Linked DNA regions of Oryzias latipes: region 1 is linked to region 2. Evidence: chromatin contacts called from public Hi-C data. All regions are on one chromosome and are shown on one strand. The core of a region is the stretch at or near the end of the contact, and the rest is flanking DNA. Distances in the headings are between cores, read along the strand shown. Region 1 has its middle 15 kb from the start of LOC101164105. Region 2 holds the start of gdf3 (growth/differentiation factor 3).

The links. Hi-C and Micro-C count contacts between places; a contact is called where the count stands out from the background.
Region 1: a contact with region 2 is called in a Hi-C map of fibroblasts, with 3 times the contacts expected there. The contact joins the enhancer-like site here to the promoter of gdf3 in region 2. A contact is called at or near these places in 2 of 5 Hi-C or Micro-C datasets (embryo and fibroblasts).

The regions. Positions count from the first base shown.
Region 1 is chr21:5,584,680-5,591,340 of ASM223467v1, reverse strand. No RefSeq gene overlaps it. Among protein-coding and RNA genes, the nearest start is that of LOC101164105, 15 kb to the left of the region's middle. Within about 2 kb of position 1,955, at least 3 of the 8 cell types and tissues checked have an H3K27ac peak or open chromatin away from gene starts, as enhancers often do.
Region 2 is chr21:5,349,307-5,356,352 of ASM223467v1, reverse strand. gdf3 (growth/differentiation factor 3) reads right to left here and starts at 1,840. Exons shown (of 2, transcript XM_004081435.4): 1 at 1,148-1,840; 2 at 1-129. The coding sequence starts at 1,424. trappc10 (trafficking protein particle complex subunit 10) reads right to left here. Exons shown (of 23, transcript XM_004081543.4): 21 at 5,968-6,148; 22 at 5,409-5,603; 23 at 3,434-4,890. The coding sequence ends at 4,643.

The DNA.
Region 1 (6,661 bases), core at 706-3,205, 230 kb before region 2:
GCCGCCCCACTGGGTTTCACAGGCACACTGCATGGTTGAGAACGGTGGAGGAATTATGCTGCAGTTGTTGCCTTTGTTTGGATTTGTGGGTTGGGAGCAATAAGATTTGGGAAAGAAAGGGATCAATCCTTCACTTTATTTGCTGGGCAAGTGCCAACAACAAGCTGTCCAAGCGATACAACAACATATTGCTGCTTTATTGGTGGGATTATTTCAAATGCCAGCAGCAGGACCACTTGGTCATGTTATGAGGATAATGAAAGGGGGGGGGGAAATCAATGATGTGTTGAAAAGAAATCAACACAGAATGTAGGTGAGAATTAAATCTGAAGTGCATCTCTGTGTTTGGGGAGGGGGCTACAGGAGTCAAAGCAAAAATACAGAAAAAAATTTAAAAAAATTCAACGGTTTGATTTTATTGTGAATAGGCATCAATCTAAGGATATTTAAACTTTAAAACTAATGTTTCAATTGTACTTTTCTCCTAAATCAGCAATTTGCTGCGTTCTAAATCTCTGCATAATCTGCATAAAATCTAGCATAACAAGTATTTTTTACCACCTTTTTAGTATACAGTAATATTTTTTTGTGTGATTTTTTCCCTTCATGTTTGTTTTACAAATTAAGTTTAACAATTTTCGATTGTAAAAGCCTTGTAAGATTTATTTCTTCAACATTAATTGTTCTGCATTGTTGTTTTTTCACTTGCTAGCTTTTTTGTTGTTCTTAATTCCTCTTTTACCTATTACACTGCAAAAACGGATTCCTAAGAAAGTACGAAGACTCCTGTTTCAAGATTTCTTTTTAATGTCTTGCAAGAAAAATAGTCTTACCAAGAAAGTTTTTCAAAAGCAGCATAATCTTAGTTTAAGAAAACATGTCCTAGTAGCTAGAATGTTATTGTTAAAATATAAATTATTTTTAAAACAAATGTTCTGACCCCACAAATGTTCTTTTTGTCTTATTTAAAAAAGATACTGCCAATGAGGTAAGATTTTTTTTACTTATTTCTACCAGGTCTGTTTTGTAGTGTAGATGGTCTTAAATGAGGTTTTATTGAAATGTAAATCCCATTACATTTTTATTATTTATGATTATGTAATCCGTGATGAATAGAAAAAAAAAGCAAACAGAAATATCTCCAATGAACGCACGTTTTAGCGACTGCTGTTTTGCAAAAGTGAAGGCTGTGCTGTCAGATAGCAGCGGGGTGCTAATTCAAGTGTAAAACAGTTGATCTAATCTTCACCAACATGTCCACGTTTGACGTTTTCCACAGGAAATGGCTCTGTGTTTGTGTGCTGCTCTGAAAACCGTTCCTGTTTTTCAATTTTCTCTGCGTTCAAACCCTCACCCTCCCACCACCACCCGCTGGCTGCTTCACCAACACTTTCTCCAGCACTTTCTCTGAGAAACCTGACAAGTTAGGAGTTCTGTGGGTTTTATTTGTGTGTAATTTCATAATAACAAGTTTTTTGTTTTTTTTTTAAGTCAAAGTCCTGTCATTTTGTTGAGTTTTGTTGCAGGAAAATTGGAAGGTGTTGGGATTAGGATTAAGGAATTGGAAAATTCTGTCAATAAAAGGAAGGGAATGTTTTGAAGAAGCATTCTCTGTGCAGAAACGATGAAAACCGATTTTACATGCAGACGCAGGGCGAGAAAGAGAAAGAATCAATAGAGGCATTTGGTTTATTATCATAAACACACACACACAGTGTGTGTGTGTGTGTGTGTGTGTATGGGAGGACTGTTTTTAATCTCCAGATGGTTGACTGAGACTTGGCTGCTCGGTACACAGAGTCAGAGAGAAGAAAGCAGGCAGAAGGCGTCTTTTCTACTTGAGCCTGACTGCATGTGTGCTTGTGTGCTTGTGTGTGTGTCTGTGTGTAGCACGTCTGCCAAAACTGCTCATGTGTGTGTATGTGTGTGTGTCTGACCTTGAAGGAGGAGGCTCAGTTGGGATGAGGAGCCCATTCCCCCCCTTCTCTCTCCTCCACCCCCCGCTGCGCCTCCCCCCTGGGTAAAGAACGACTGGTTTCTCATCCTCCTCCTGTCCTCTCTCCTCTTTCCAGTCTACTCCTCCCTTTTCATCTACTTCTTTCTATGCTTTTCTGTTTGCTCTCCTTTCAGTTTTTTTGTTTTCTCCATTCATTTCTTCTCTATATTCATTCCAAACTTCGTCTTCTCTCCCCCCCCCCACACCCTGTCCTTCTTTCCCCTCGTCTTTCATCATCTCCGTCCCCCTCTTTCCTCTCTGTCTCCATGTCATCTGCCTTCACGTTGAATAACTGCGTAGCCTTCCCAACATTCGCTTTAAGCAGCCAAGGTGCTCTGCATGAAAGAGAAGAAAAGGAGAAGAAGAAGAAAAAAAAAGCCCAGACGCGTCAGAAGGAGAAGAGAGCAAGGAATCAAATGCCAAACTAAAAGCTGTTTCAAAAGCTTTAGAGACAGCACCAAACCCAGGGGGTAGAAAAACCTGCCATGAGAATCAGTCAAAGGGAAGGTATGACAGTCAGCTTGTGAAACGCTTTTCTTTATTTCTGTATCCACAAAGCATCAGAAAGCAGCACTTTGATTCCTTCACAACGGTTGTATCAGCATGTTTTCCCTCCTTTCCTTCTGTTGTCCTCTCAGACGACGCCACATGTCCGTTCTTCACGACTGCTGCGTCAGGTTTTTGACGGTTTCCTCGGAGAAGGAAGAGTCTTCAGTTCACTTTTAAATGTGAGCTTCCGGAAAAATCAAGTCTCAAAAGAATGAAAAAAAAAGGGCCAAAAGAAAAGGATGTTACTTCAAAAATACAAGATTTTGACTTTTTTTAAATTTATTTAAGTAACGACTTCTCAACAAAATGTATTGACCTCATGAATTTTAATTTGAAAAGATGCTTATTGTGAAATGTTGAAAGTGGCTTCCTGATAAAAAGAATAATAAAATAGTGTGTCACTTCAGATCTTCTATTTGTATAAAATCAAGCTACAAAAGAGGATGAACATTCTGTACTTGCCAACATGGTTAAAAAAGTTCAAACATACAGCAAAAACCACTTTTTTCTCTATTAACTTGAAACTTGTAAAAACTAAAACAGGACAGAGACAAGAGCTCTGATTTCAAAATTAACAAGATAAAAGTTTGAGCTCATTTAGGTATAGTTACTGACAAAAATCACAGGACATCATGCCTCCTTCCATCCCAGAGACTTTCAGTTAACAGTTTTACTGTTAACTTTTCAGTTAACAGTAAAATGGAATTCCAGGATAAACAGCTGACTTCCTTTTCCTTCAGTATCAGCCAAAAATCCTTGTCCTATGAAACCTGTTGCTTCAGAATCACACTACTAAGTGACAAAAACATTGTAGCCAGTCAAATGATAACTCAAGGAAAAGTAAAAAAAAAATTAAGAACTAATCATTTACTCAGTAGCAGTTTTTAATATATTTTTTTAAAGAGACATCTTAATGAACATTAAACAAATGTAAATCTAGCAAGCTCTTTTCTTTTTTCTATTTTTTTCCTTTCATCTTTAACAAGTGTCGTGTTTTGTGGAGGTTGTCAATTGTTCTTTTCCCCTCTTATCTTTGTTCGTCGTTGTCTTTTATACCAAATGCTCACTTAAACTTGAAAACATGTAAAAAAAAAAAGGGAAAGTAAAAATGCCAGATTTTAGCCACAGGCAGCAGGTAAAAGACAGATTACAAATATAAATACAATTTAAAACTACAATAGCGTTTTATATTTAATGTTTTGTAATAAAATCTTCTGGTTCCTAGTTTTTTCAGATTTCTGAAGCTAGGGTCACAGTTTTTGAAGATGACAAAACTGTGAGTGAGTAACAAAAAATTGGATGTACTCGTGGTGATTACCAGACGAAATGAGCTGAAGGGGCTTAGTACGATGGGTGATAAACGAGAGGTGTTGACCCCCCAAACCGGCAGCTTTTATGGGAGTGTCTAAGGGTTCCGTGGGCAACAAGAGGGATTTAACCAGATCAAGATCAATAAGGCTTTGTTCGGCCCCCGAATCAACCAGAGCATGAGTTTCAGTAACAACGGTTCCAAAACACAACTTGACAGGGATGTAAAAAAAATCCTTAGAAGTGGGAGCGACAAACTTACCCGCCCGCGGCCTGTCATCTAGCGGGGGGTTCGGGAGTTTAAACGGAGCGGACACTGGGAAACCTGATGGCCGTGATTACCGCAGTAGAAACACAACCCCTCATCTCTACGTTTCTGCCGCTCTTCTGCAGACAGCTTGGAATGGCCGACCTGCATAGGCTCCACTGGGGGTTCGCGTGGTCTGAGTGGAGAAAAATCAGCAAGGTGGACTGGGAACTGAGACAGATTAGCGGATGGCTGTTTACAAGGTAACGAGTTACGTTCATGATTACGTTCTCTGAGACGGGTGTCGGAACGTAAAGCGTCGGAAACTAGGTCTTCAAATGATGAAGCTTCAGGCTGTGAGCACAAATGATCTTTTATGTTTTCATTTAAGGACTGATAAAAAATACCTCTAAGCGCCGGGTCAGACCATCCAGCCTCCACTGCTAGGATCCGGAAATCAATCACATGGTCGCTGACAGATCGATTGTGTTGCTTGAGGCTCAGCAAACGTCTGGTGGCTTCTTCCTGCTTTCTAGGCTGATCAAAAACGAGTCGAAACTCACCAATGAATCTTTCGAAGGGGAGGTGGGAGATGGGATTGGCCGCCAGGAAGGCTTGGGCCCACTGCAGCGCTTTACTCCTGAGGGCATTGACAATGAGCGTAATTTTGCAGTGGTCCGAGTGGTAGAAACGGGGGGCCTGCTGGAAGAGGAGTTGACACTGCAATAAGAAACCCCCGCATGCCTCTACATCACCATGAAATGGCTCAGGCTGTAATCTGTAGTTTTCCGGGGCCGAGGCGGAAACAGAAGCAGTCAGGTCGGTGGGAGACGGAAGTGGGGCTGGAGCTGCGGAGCTGGATTGTTGTCTAGTTAATTCTAACAGGGTCTGTGTCATGCTATCCAGACGCCGAAATAAATCCTGCTGAGCGGAGGCCATTTGGGTCAATGTGTCGGCTTGACGTCCTAGCATGATGCCCTGCTGGTGAACTGCCAGACGGAGTCCTTCTGGGTCAGCTGGGTTGGGGTGATGGCCAGTCCGTTCTGTCATGATCAGAACACGAAGCGGACCCAAGTGCTGGAACCCAGAAGGAAAAACAGGGAATGGTTGGTAAGTAGGATTTATTTTACTGATCCAGACAGGGCAGTGAGCAGACGTGACAGTAGATGTGGAGGGTAGCTGGTGTAACTGACGAGGAGCGTGGCATAGGCTCTTGAGGGAGGCGAGGCTGGAGCTCTTGACGAGTGGCGTGGCTGGAGTTCTTGAGGAGGCTGAGACTGTGGATCTTGAGACAGGAAGGCGTCAGCCTGGAGATAGAGACAGCCGCTGCTCTAGGTGGTGTTGATTCAGGACTCTCGTGGCTTGAGATTAACCTGAGGCAGAGGAGACAAGGTTCAATTAGCAAGGTACAAGACTAGGGGAGCCAGACGTGAATCACAACGTGACTAAGCACCATCAGGTTTAACGGACTGGCGATGAATGCTGGAGCTGGGTCTCCTTATGAAGAGCAGAGGCTTGATGAGAAGATAGGTTGCAGCTGAGAGTCAGGAGCAGAGCTGGGAGGGGGAGGAGTCAGGCCGAGGCACCATGACAGCTTTACTAATTCCAAAAACCTTAAATGCAACCAAATTGATAAAGAAAGCACATTTTATATTTTTTATATATATATATATATATATATATATATATATATATATTAGTATATCTATTAATAATTTGAGGAAAAGTTACAAGTATTATACAGTGAAATATCTTAGAGTACAATTAAAATAGAAATTGCTTAAGTAAATATAGCTGAGTAAATGTAAGCCATTACAGCCATCTATCCATCTTATTCCACTTTAGGGCCCCCTCATTCCTCTCAGTGTCTCGTGGGTGCTGGAGCCCGTCCCTCTGGTTATAGATCAAGATGCAGCATGTTGAGCCGTAATGTAGAGGATCCAGACAAACAATTAATTTATGAAACACACCGGTGGATAAGCTGCGGACAACTCACAAGCAGCCCATAAATATATTCCAGCAGTGACATTCGGCATCGTTCCTCTTCCTCACATCAACAGATAAAGTGTGCGCATGTCGTTTTTTTTCCCTCTGTTTTTTGTTTTCCATGTGCACATCCTAGTTTGTAAATGGGATGTATGGCAGAAGAAGCCCATATTTCCCATGAGCTGAGACAGAGTGAATGCAGAGGAGGAGTGGGAGGCGAGAGGTGGCGAGCAGCAGAGGCCTTAGGAGGGTTATTTTTATAAGACCCATAATAAAGATATGGAGATGAAGCATCTATATGCTACCCGAGGACCTACTCCCTGCTCCTAGCCTGGCCCGACATCCTCTTCTCTGGTTTCTGCTCTCCGGCTCCCGTGGAGGATAGAGGGAGCCGGCTGAGATGAATGAGACTAATAACCCTACTGTCAGGAGAAAGAGAACAGTGGGGAGGGTCATGATGGTGTAAACACCAGAGAGAAAGCTCGCAGGTCTGTGGTTCTATTTTTACTGTGGCACAGAGGGAGATGGAGGGGGAGGAGAAATGGTGGATGTGAGGAAGGGAAGCGGAAGTGGCA
Region 2 (7,046 bases), core at 591-3,090:
TCCAGTGCAAGCTGACTTCCAGCTGAGCCAGAGACAGCAGCTCCACGGGCTGCAGGACCGTCATGTTGAAGAAAACCTGCTTCTCCACACAATCCTGACAGCTGAGGCTCCATCCAGACAAGAGCCTGCCTGCAACACATCAGCAGGAGGAGAAACGCTTTCAGGGAACAGAACGGCAGAGGAATTCCCTCCAAACTCTGGAGACTTCCTGCTCTTCACATGGGCGGGGTTTGATTACAAAATCTGCTCACTTTAGTGTAAAAAAAACACAAACATGAATAAAACTTTACGATATGTTTGTTTTTTATTCTCAAAACTTTATTTTTTAACGTTCACGGTATTTGATCAGGCTTCAGTTGTTTTCTATTTGCTCTACATAAACTTTGCCAAACTTTTTTTTTTTCAAAATTAGCACAGGTCAAGAATTTCTTTAGTCTCATTTAGAACTTTATTTTAAATCTGAAATAAGAAAAATATTAATGAAATGAGTTAAAATCCTTTTGCTCCATCCTCTTGACTATAGAAAAACCGGATTTAAGACTAAAAAAATCCCTCAAATTGCTTGACTTAAGAAAACGTAGGTGTTTGTTTAAAGATCAATAAATGATGAAAAGTTAGACAGCCATTCAGTGTCGTTATTTTGGAAACATAAATGTAGATTTATGTCCTAAGAATAAGTGATAGTATTAGATAAAAAGATTTGATACACATTATGTTCAAATTTTACTGTAAAATGAGTCATTTTACACTTTTTTTAATAGTTTATTTCTATCTTTATGAATGTTTGTGTGGAACTATGTTTCTAGATTTTGATATTTCTCTTTAAGTAAAAATTACTTGCTGCATAAACAATTTCTTACTGCTTAGATTGAATTACTAGTGAAATTCTGTTTACGGTTAGTTTTTACTTTTTTCTCCTTTTTAAGGCTTGTTATTTTTGCAGTGCAAGATATTGTATTTGCTAAAATTGAATCTAAATTTTGAATTTTAATACAGCTTTCCTCAGTTTTACATGTCATTGCTCACTGAAAGGTTCTCCACCAGGTAGCGAGCATTAGAAACAATGTTGCGTTCAGGGACCGTATTTGCGTCTTATTTGCTAGCTTTTTGTAACAAATAACATTTCCAGGTCACAGAGTCCACCTACCCTGGTCTTGAACGTATCGAATGATGTTACCGCGGACTCCGTACTCGGACACCGTGCACGGGTCACCCTCCGGGTCCTGGGGGGTCTCTGACCTCCGGAACATCTTCCAGAAGGCGGGAGGAACTTGGTTCCGGAGCTGGTGCTTCCCTGCGGGCCGCGGCCTACCCGTGAGCCCCAGGGAGCTGAGGAAGAGTCGCTCTTGGGCCTTCAGCTCCTCTCGAGGTTGAAAGGCACCAGCAACGAGTAACCACGCTGCTAACCGGATCAGAGGCCCCATGGCGGCCTGTCTGCTCTGCTGGTCAACGAAATGCAGGGAACTTTCTGGAATTTAGCTAATTATGCAAATGTGAAGCTGTGAGATTAAGTAGGAAGGCTGATCGTTGGTCACTAGAGGTGCCCCGCTTCTTTATCTTATCTGGAATTTACATCCATGATAAGACTTCGTGTTTCACTAAACCAGCAGCAACAACAACAAAAAGAGCCATTCTTGGACCATTTTTCTTTTAAAAACATGTGTCCTTACTTCTAAGAATGAATTTCCATCGGTAATTCACATTTGAAAGTCTAGAAAAATGTTCCGCGCTGAATGATGGGTAATGTACTCGGTTTACGCGCCATTTATTTTAAAGCTTGCCGAAATCAACAACAGACTTTAAATCAACGTTTTCAAGCACAAACCTACACAATCTTTAAATTGCATGTCATTCCAATTGTGTTTGGTAACACAAAATCCCAAACGTGTGTCACTTCCTTAATTAAAGTAACGTTTTCTTCAGGTATCAATAAAATGGCAGATCTTTCTTATATCATTTTCAAATTATAGTTAGTTGAAAAGTGAGATTTTAGTTATTTCTTTAGTCTTGGCATTAAAATCCCTATTATACCTTTAAATCATTTTCAATCACTCCAATATTTTAGCTCTCTGGGAAAAAAAAGGATAGCCTACTTTAGGTAATTTTCTTGGACTCTAAATTAACACAATTCTATTTATTATTATTATTACTATTAAACATGGATGAGGAAAGTTCAAAGCCTTTTAAAACTTTAACTTTTGGATACATTTTTATTGTTCTGCGTCTTCAGGTTAAAAGATCATTTGAAATTTCTGCAGAGAGTTACACTTTAAGTTAGTTAATTTGGAATTCAATACTTATCTTTGTAACCTTTAGTTTACGTTTCTTTTAAACCACACTTGTGGTGTTTTTAGGCATGTCGTAAAACTAAACTTAATTTCCACTTAGCCATGTGGTTTCCAAAAAATAAAAAAGAGAAAGATGTAGGAATAAAAAAACCTAACAGTGAAGCACGGGGGTGGGAGGATTATGTCATTTTTGTGCTGCAGAAGAAATTAAAGTACTACAAAATCCGACTGAAGAAACATGTCCAAACAGCTTGTCTGGAAATAAATAGTTACTTCCTGCTTTGTTTTAGTCCATTTTAATGCATCACTTCATTAATTTTAGATGAATAAATCTGTCAGACCCCTATTCCATACTTGATTTTGGCAATATTTTCCAGACAGACAGCTTAAAATCCCTTGATTCTGTTATGAAAACTTTTAATTGTTTGTTGTTCTGTGATTAATAAACACATCAACATCTCACTATTTATTAAAATGTGGAGAAAATGAAAAAAAAAAAGTTGAATATTGAGATAGTGGGGGATAATCACATAAGCCCCCAACAGAGACTGAGAAAGAAATGTTTTTAAGCATTCATCTAAATAATCAACTGGCAGCACAAACACCCAGTCTAGTTATCTAAAATGCTTGATAATTACAGTTTTTTTTAAAATAAAAATGCATAAAACTAATTAGATTAAATGGGCTCAACAATAAACTATAAGCAGAAGATAGAACAGTATTTTTGGTAAAACCATCCATATCTATTTGTGTGTTAACTCCACCCTCTGGTGTCCACTTAGGGTATTTCTTTTTTTATTTAAAATGTATCTATAGATTCATATAAATATGTGTCCTAAAGTGCCTTTAGCAAACTATAAGCTCAAAGGAAGTATCCTAGTTACCAACTGTCGTAGCTTGAGTGTTTTTCTAACAATTTCGTCTAAACCTTTTAATAATTCTTGCAGATGTTTTTCATCATTTTTGCTCCTGACCCATTATTTTTTCCGATTATTTGCAAAAAATGGAGCTCTCTGATCCTTCACTTAGGACTTTACGTTGAATATATTTAACTTCTGAGTGTCATTGTTTGTTTCAAAACCACAAAAAGCTGCAGACTTTTAAACCTTTTCTGCTCAGTAAACACAGTACATTCAGTCAAATTGCATTGATTTCATTTTTTCTTTTAATATAGTTGGCAATTAAAGACGATTTTAATGACTATTTACAGATTAATATGTACAGTGGTCAAAGACGAGTAGAGGTTTTGGTTTCTGGGGTGGGAAGGGGGGCAGGGGGGGAAAAAAAGCAGACATTCACCCCACCAGTGCATCAACAGACACATCCCAGAATTCCTCCCATCATTTAGTCAACACTGACGGTATGTGTGCATAGCTGGGACAGAGTTTTTGGCGTGCCAACAAGATATGAACACACAGTACTGATACGAATGACCAAAAGACGCTGGCTGATCCGTCAGTGAACGTTTCACCTGATGTCCTAGAAAATGAAACAGAAGAACGCACACACAGATACACAACTGGAGCCTCTGGTTAGAACTCTGGGTTTATAGTAGAGTTTGCAAAAACCAAGACAAAAATAGACTTTGTTGGGATTCCTTATCTCTTCTTGTAGAACATTTTCTTTTTTTTTTAACAGAGATAATCGCGCTAGCTTGTCATTTGATTGCTGTGGATAATTTCGGCATAAATGTTAAAGTTTTAACTCCAGTTTGAGAACTGTCGCTCAGAATAAACGTTCCTATTGATTTTCCCTTCATCTTACAGGATGACCGTGGAGTCCAACAGTATCTATTGCTGCTTTTCATTGACAGTTACGGAGCACGGACTGCTAACTTGTGCGTCACATTTGTGTGTGTGTGTTTGAGGGGTCTTTCTTTAGTGCACGGATGCATGCTTGAAATCTAGGCTCCAGTTTGAAATCCACTGGTGAGGCACGGACAGCACTTTCCGCTCGTCACACTCACAACCAAAGTTCTGGATCTCCAGGGCTTTGGTGAATTGTGGGACAATCAGGAGTGGGGTTTTTTTTCCTTCCAAATAGCACAACATGAGCAGATCTGATGAATCAGTTTTTTTATATATATATATATTTATATTTATATCTATAAATCCATTCAATGAGCTATGTACAAGTATGGCAAAGAAAATCTTTTATTTGAACTTGTCAGCAGTTGTATTCAGCTCTTCACTGTCCAGTCTGTAAGATGTGAACGGTTCACGCTTGATTGGGAGTCCAAAGCGGCGCCCCGCAGCGCCGTTTGCCATAGACCAGAGTGATCCTCAGAGCTCTCCAGAGTTCATCCAGAGGCTGGGTTAAGTCCTACAAGGCTGTGGATGATGCATCTTCAGGTGTCATGTGGCGTTCACCTCCATGATGTGGTCATCTGTGGCGGGCAGCACCAGGACCTGCTGGGTGTGGCTGTGGTTGAACACCTGCCCGGGGCTGAAGGCCTCCAGGCGAGGCATGGCCACTCCCCTCTGCTGCTGGTCTCCACTGCCGACGGAATGGACGCTACCGCGACTGCGGATGCTCGCCGTGTCCCCCTGGTCGTCCAGCGTTTTGTCCAGCAAGGACAAGCTGTCGTTCTCCACACAGCTGTCTGTTGGTGGGCAAGACACAACCGACTGAGCGCTTTTTGAGATGAGTCTGACAACTTTTCCTGGAGTTCTCTTCGTCTAAACCAGAGGTGCACAAATCCGGGCATCGATCGCCGGCCTCCTGCTGGTTTTTCAGAAACCCTGCCGTACCTGGATCAGGTGGGTTCAGCCAGTAAGGAGCTTCAATGGCAGGTTAGTTGGAAAACATGGAGGACCCCGGCCCTTTTGGCCAGGATTTGGGCACCCTTGGTCTAAACACTCATGGCATGTGAAGGTTTTTAACACCAATGATGTTGTTAGCAACCCCTACATAACACTCGCCCTTTGATATACTGTAACTCTTCCATCGTTTGTTTGTTTTTTTAGTGGCCAAAACTTTACGAAAGTGAAGTGTTTCAAATCAGTGCAAGGCTGCTTTCCTGCGCTTCAGAATCCACTGGAGTTCCGATCATTGCGTATGTGGTGAAAAAGTTACGGTAGTCAAAAGAATGTAAACACAGCCCTGAGTGGTTCTTTGTACCTGGGTCTGGCTGGATGGCCAGGGCAGCAGTGTGAGGCAGGTATCTCAGGACTTTGATCTTGGGGAAGGGGAGGTGTCCGGCGAACAGAGGCATCACCTCGATGTGGACCTTGTGCGTTGCGTTGACCTTCATTGGCATCAACACCATTCCTGAACTCTTCCCACACACGGCCCAGTTACTGTTGCTGTCCGCCACTGCGTTCGAGACAAAGATCTCATGAACTGGTCTGGTCTCCTATCAACAAACTTGCTATTTAAAAAGAATGACCCCCCCACATCTAACTCTACAACAGTATTTGTACGTTATTCTGTTTTAGAATTGATTTTTTTTCTCCTTTCAAACTATAAGAAAGAAAAACAAAGAGCACTAATCATATGCCAGGCAACACAGTAAAAACAAGAGAACGACCACATTTCAGTCCGTTTAATAACAACAGTTAGCGGCTTATTATGAAGTTTTAACCAGTAACACTGACCTCAAAAAAGGGTTAAAACATTTACACGTTTTGCATTTTTTCTCAGAAATCAAATATTGTAAAAGCAAGCGCTGATAACCTACCTTCATACATAAGTTTGGTGACTTTGAGGCCGTCCGGGTCAGTTTTGCTCTCCTCAGCTATCTCCCCCTCTGCAGGCTCGGTCAGTCGGGTTATGCACACCTCCAGTCCACAGAGGAGACCGGAGCGGCAGTGCTGCTCCCCAGCAGGGGGGGAGATCTCCGCTTTAACACTGTACAATGTCTGACAGCAGCACAGGGGAGTCATGAACAGCGACACGGAAACTCTTTGCCTTCACAATTTATTCAGGAAAACATCAATACTTTAGCTGGGGACGTCCTGGGCCCGATCACGTCGTTTCAGACACCATCAAATCGGATGTTGTATCCCATTCAGAGATCGGATATTTGTTTGATCTTTTTTTGATTAATGTTGTATATTTAAAGCTTATAGATAAATATTCTAGTAGAAGTCTGCATATCATGAACAGATCACATCATTTTATTGTTTTAAAGCGCAGCAGAATACGGCAGCAGGTTGAGCAGGAAGCTCACAAGAACACTTCAGTAAAGTTAGCGAGATTTGCATAGATTCCGACTCCCGGGTTCAATAACTCTTTAAATGGACGTTTATACTGATAGCGGGCTGCACGGTGGCACAGTGGTTCAAGTCCCGGCTGGGGGAGCTGAACCAGAACACCAATGGGGGACCTTTCTTAGTGGAGTTTGCATGTTCTCCCCGTGCATGCGTGAGTTTTCTCCGGGGACTCCGGCTTCCTTCCACCGTCCAAAAACATGCTTCATAGGTTAATCGGTTAAACTAAATTGTCCCTAGGTGTGAATGTGGTCCTGGGACAGACAGCCGCAAGTGGCCAGGATAGGCTCCGGCAGCCGCGTGACCTCCGAAAGGGACCAAGCGGTTTAGAAGATGAATAAACTGATAGCAGATGTCTTTTGCATTTTGTCATAACTCAAACAACTACCCACAAAGGCATTTTAAAAGAAAAACGATGGGGGGGGGGGGGGGGTCTCTGTGCTGCCAGCAGACACATAGAGGGCAGTGAGACGCCTGCCAAGGGACTGACAACAAAGTGCAAAGTCTGGGAAAAAGTGATCCATTATGTGAAATCCATTACGTCTCA